2 separate regions of the Sus scrofa genome follow, and region 1 is linked to region 2. The links are chromatin contacts, called in public Hi-C maps. All regions are on one chromosome and are shown on one strand. Each heading gives the region's core, a stretch centred on a gene start, on an enhancer-like site or on the middle of the called end of the contact. The rest is flanking DNA. Distances are from core to core; before and after follow the strand shown.

Region 1 (2,700 bases), core at 110-2,609, 500 kb after region 2:
CGTCGGCAATTTTTTTTTCACTATGGGTATCTCCAATACAAATACCTTATATATTCAAGGGAAGTTTCACAAATCAAAAGCGATTTCACATAAATGATTTAAATCGTACTGTAATCCTGTGAGTTAAGGAGAGCAGGGATTATCTATCCGGATTTGAGACTTTACCAACCCAGTAAAAACGAAGATAAAAGACTGGCTGCAGAAATGTAGCGCTTTGTTTCCAAAAAAGAAGTATTCTTACTACAATAACAAACTGGTCAAAGAAAAAATAAGCAACCCCCCCCCTTAATTAATGCTGAATTTAGCTTCGTACCTATTGGTCCGCTAATAAAATGAATATCAACATTTCAAATCATGACCTGGAGCAAAAAGTTCCATCTCCCGGTCTCTCCCAGCGACATTTACTCCACAAGCAAGATCAAGCTCCATTTCTCAAATCCTCCGCGCGCACTCAGCCTCCAAGGCTCCCATCCGAGTCTCCGAGGTCAGGTCCGGATCCAGAAGGGTGTGGGGGGCCCAGTTATGCCCGAGATGGGGGTAGGGGTCACTGCAAAAGGCTCTGCCCAGGAGATGAGGAACGGACCGAGAACAGTGCCATGAAGGGGTCTGGGGCGCCAGACCACGAGCCTCGGGTCCGAGCTCTGTACACACAGCTGAGCGGCTCCGCCTCCCGACTCGGGGTCCAGTCCCCAGGACAGGCCCCTCCAGTCCCAGGCACCACGGGGTAACTCCGAGCATCCCAGCCCTAGGAAACCAAAATCCAAAAGGTCCCTGGGGGCGGACACCCACCTGACCGAGCCGCACCGAGGGCTGGGCTCACCAAGCCCAAGAACAGCAGCCACTGGAAGCCGAGGGACCCAGAAAGCGAACCCGCGCCCAATCCCATCTTGGCCAAGTCCGCAGCGTCCCCTCAACACTCGGTCGCGCCAGCCTCCGCCCGCTTCACCATTTCCCAGCCCTGCGGGGGCCCCAGAGGTGGCAGCGCCGCGCGCGCTCGGCACTGACGCAACTCGGCTCCGGTCCGAGCTCGCGCCCGTCGCGGCGCAAGCTCCACTGACGTAGGAAGCGATCGGTTCCCTGCGGGAGAATGGGGTTTCTATCTGGCCCCTAAGACCCGCACTAGTCTGCCCCGCCCACCACTTTCCGCCCACCTCCCGCTGGCCCGCCTACTCCGGGCGTCGAAGAAACCCATTGGAGGAAGCAAAAGAAGGTGGCCGGTGAAACCCAGAACCGGAATTGGGAGGCCGAGAAGCGGCTCAGCCCCGCCCCCTGCGCAGCCTTCTATGATTGGTTGGCGGGGTTGGGCGGAGCGTCAAGATACGTTCCCATTGGCTGTATGGAGGTGAGGAACAGAGCTGCGCGGAGAGGCCTGACCTGGAGGGGCTCAGGTCGGCGGTGCTGGCCTGGGGTTTCGGTAGATACCGGGTCTCAGCTACTGGGCCCGGGAAGATGGTTCTAGGTGGTTGCCCGGTGAGTTACTTACTCCTGTGCGGCCAGGCGGCATTGCTGCTGGGGAATCTGCTTCTGCTGCATTGTGTCTCTCGGAGCCACTCGCACAACACCACGGCGGAGCCCGAGTTCACAACGGCAGGCGCCGCCCAGCTGGAGGGCTCCACCGGCGCCTTGAGCTGGGAATATGGCGACCCCCAATCTCCAGTCATCCTTTGCTCTTACCTGTAAGCAGTCGTCGAGGCGGGTGGAGATGGAGATGGGGCCTGGGATACATGGGTGTTGTGCGAGGGGGGGGGGGAGGAGCTGCCTTTTTTCCCCAGACCCTCCCCACCTGAAGGTAAATATCATGACAGGCTTCTCTTACTCCTCTCATCCACGCAGGGAAAACCCTGTGTGTAGGTGACAGATCCTCTGGGATCCCCAAAGAGAACTAGGGAGGAGTGACATCATATAGCCGCCGCAACAAGGGTACGAGGCTGTGGCTTCTCTATCCTGCTCTCCTTACCCGAGGAGACTCCATCACAAGACACAAAGTAAATGACTTGTCCCTACAAGGCACTTTCTTTAAAAAAAAAAAAAAAAATCAATATTCTTACTATTGCAGAAACAAGTCAAAAAGTTTAACATATCTTTTGAGTCAAATAAGCAAAGGCGTTTGGGAAAGGCAGAGAGATCAGGGAATCCTTTGGCTTCAATTTTTCTCCCCATAGCCTCATAGAAAGAGGAAGCCTTGGCAGAAGTAGAATCGGTGTAGAAATAGGACCGGAAACACCCCCCTGCTTCAGGCACAGGGTCCTTTGAATGGCTATTAGACCTGCTGTGCTTCGGCCAAATTGACACGATCTCTCATCTTGGGGAAGAGTCAGAATGAAATTAAACGATAGAAACTTGAGGAAATGTCTCTCGCCTGTTTCGATACTATACCTGTAGCCAGCCATTGCACAGACCTTAATGATGGTGATGCTCTTACTGGTGATTTACAGACCCGATGAATTTATAGAATGTGAAGACCCAGTGGATCATGTTGGAAATGCAACAGCATCCCAGGAACTTGGTTATGGTTGTCTCAAGGTAGGTTTTTTCGGTTTTTTTAATAAGCAAATCAGTGCAGGCTAAGTGCTAGTACTGAAAAGTAAGGGTTATGAAATTACCCTTTTGTAAAATTCATTTTGTAAAAGACTGTTCCTGGAAATTTCCAGCATGGCCAGGGTCAGTTGCTGAATAAGACATTTTGTTTCCTCTGGAAGA
Region 2 (2,700 bases), core at 5-2,504:
CATTTGTAGTTTCTGTCCCTAGCAATATCACTAATGAGGTACCTTATGTTAGTGGACTCATAAAAGTTTGTTTTTTTTTTATTAGCTTATTTCACTTAGCATAATGTCCTCAAAGTTCATCCGTGTAATAGCATGTGTCAGAATTTTCTTCTCTTTTAAGGTTGAATGGTGTTCCATTGCATATATAAACCACATTTTGCTCATCTATTTATGTTTATGGTTGCTTCTACCTTTCAGCTCCTGCGAATAAAGCTGTGATGAATATTGGTGTGCAAATATTTTTTTCGTGAATCTTCCTTTGATTATGTTGGCTAATGCCCAGAATATTAACAAAGTAAAAGGAAACCCCAAATGGGAGGAAATTTTTTCTAAGAAACAAACCTATAAGAGAGGAATTGAAAATTGATTTTTTTTTTTTTTTTTTTTGGTCGTTTTGCTATTTCTTGAGCCGCTCCCGCGGCATATGGAGATTCCCAGGCTAGGGGTCTAATCGGAGCTGTTGACGCCAGCCTAAGCCAGAGCCACAGCAACGCGGGATCCGAGCCGCGTCTGCAACCTACACCACAGCTCACGGCAACGCTGGATCGTTAACCCATTGAGCAAGGCCAGGGACCGAACCCGCAACCTCATGGTTCCTAGTCGGATTCCTTAACCACTGCGCCACGACGGGAACTCCTGAAAATTGATTTTTTAGGGTCTGTTTCCTTTGTGTGTGTGTGTGTGTGTTTTGACCTGAAACTTAAAAAAGACATCTGACAGTATATATTGTTAAAATAGGCAACTGCCCGCTAATAAACATATAGTGAACTCTATTTTCTTCCTCCATTACATTCAGCCATCGCACCAGAAGGCCATGATATGGACTCTTAATATCCCTAAGCCCTCCACCAGCAAATGGCTTATATGCAGAGGAGAAAGTGCTCTTTATAAAACTTAGGTTACTCCCAGAACGGGTTAAAACATCAAGTTTTTGGAAACACAGCATAATTAGGCAGGAAGCAGGGCTCTCCTGTGCCAGCCACACGCAGCAGGCCTCTGGGGGGCGCCAGAAGCCTGAGGCTGGGGCATCCGGGACGGAAGCTGGGGCGGGGCCTGACCTGCAGCCACATCCCCAGCAACCCCGCCCCCCGCCACTCCGCTTCCACCCCCCACCCCCGCCCCCCGAGTCCGGACCTAGAGCCTCGGGCCCCTCGAGCCAGCTGCTGCAGTTTCCAGTCAACCGCCATCTCTATGGCGAGGCCGGCGGGCCACGCAATGCTATCTGTCCTGCTGATTCTCTCAGGGCTGGGCCAGCTGACATCCGCCGGCCGTCGTAAGTGAGGACACTGCAGGACAGGAGGAGGGCCGGGCGCAGTGCCCCTTCGCGTAGGCGGGGCGGCGTGGCCCTCCTGGCCCCAGAAGCCCAGGCTAGGCTTGGGGGGAGACCATGGTCGGGTCAGAGACCGCCCAGTTTCAGGGTCCTGCTAGGCCTCCTGGTCAGGGGGCTCAGAGCACGCCTGGGACGGTTGTCCCTCACTTCTTGACCCTGCCGGGAAGGAGCGGGCGTCCGCCTTCTAGCTGGTGGGGGAAGGAGGGAGCCTGAAGGGATCCCCGGGACAGCCCTTCTTCACATACTCAGGGCTGAGGTCCAGGGCTGAGTGGGAAGTAATAACACTCCCACTTCCAGAGCAGCCTCTTCCTGGAATCCCGCAGAGGAAGATTCTGTGGTGTGCGCGCATGCGTGTCTGTGTAAGTGTGTACACGCGCGCAGGGGCTTGGAAGGTCCAAGACTGACCTGATGGGACAGAAAAGGGTAAGGATGCTGGCATGGCGGGGAATTCTCACACTCACACCTGTTTTCCTTACCGCAGACTCTGTAACATCACTTCTGCAAATTACAGTGCCGCAGAAGATTGTGAAAGACACCAAGGACGGCAGGGCTTCAGACACGAATGTAATTAAGAAATCACTTTAAAAATTTGAGGGTTCTATATTTACTGGACTGCAAGACTCAAGTCAGTTCATCCCTTCATGGAATTTTGTGTTCTAAATGAATGTTCAAGTGACATTTTGTCTGAGGGGAGAGCAAGTGTTTTGTTTTGTGTTCCTTACCCAAGTAATAGATGAACATTACAAAACAATTTTAAAACAGTGACTCAGAAAAAAAAAAAAAAAATACCAGAATTCCTGGCCAATGGGTGGCCAGTATATACCAATGACATATATAATCTAATATATTTTTTTCTAGAAAAGATGTGCATTTAAAAATATATTCCTTGGTAGTGGGGTCATTCTGACATTCACCTTGTAACAGTATGACAATATATAAAGTGACAATATATAAAGAATATCTTCCTGCTTTTATTTATATATGCATGTGCACATATAAATCTTAGTAAAAATGAAAGTAATGTTATTTTTGATCTGATTAAATTAGTAAAGCATATATTTGGTAAAATTAAAACTAGACAGTGCAGAGAGTTGTTGAGTCTGCTCATTTCCTCATTTTCCAAGTGTTATCCACCTCATTTTCCAAAGGCAGTCAATTTGAATGAAGTTTCAGAGATGTGCCTACACACATGCACATGTATTTTTTTTTAATTGCCTGGCTTTTCTTGTTTTTTATTTTCTTAAGTTTGGCCGGCCTGTGCCACAGCCACAGCAACACTGGATCCTAACTGCATCTGCAACCTAGGCTGCAGCTTGCAGCATTGCCAGATC

The links. Hi-C and Micro-C count contacts between places; a contact is called where the count stands out from the background.
Region 1: a contact with region 2 is called in a Hi-C map of brain, with 4 times the contacts expected there. The contact joins the promoter of TM2D2 here to the promoter of LOC100049687 in region 2. A contact is called at or near these places in 1 of 47 Hi-C or Micro-C datasets (brain) and 1 of 2 datasets of contacts at active chromatin or transcription factors (alveolar macrophages).

The regions. Positions count from the first base shown.
Region 1 is chr15:47,600,581-47,603,280 of Sscrofa11.1, forward strand. TM2D2 (TM2 domain containing 2) reads left to right here and starts at 1,360. Exons shown (of 4, transcript NM_001244627.1): 1 at 1,360-1,676; 2 at 2,436-2,523. The coding sequence starts at 1,450. It overlaps ADAM9 (disintegrin and metalloproteinase domain-containing protein 9), which reads right to left and starts at 1,142. Exons shown (of 22, transcript XM_001925664.5): 1 at 790-1,142. The coding sequence starts at 886.
Region 2 is chr15:47,103,350-47,106,049 of Sscrofa11.1, forward strand. LOC100049687 (ADAM3b) reads left to right here and starts at 1,255. Exons shown (of 20, transcript NM_001098595.1): 1 at 1,255-1,312; 2 at 1,851-1,933. The coding sequence starts at 1,255.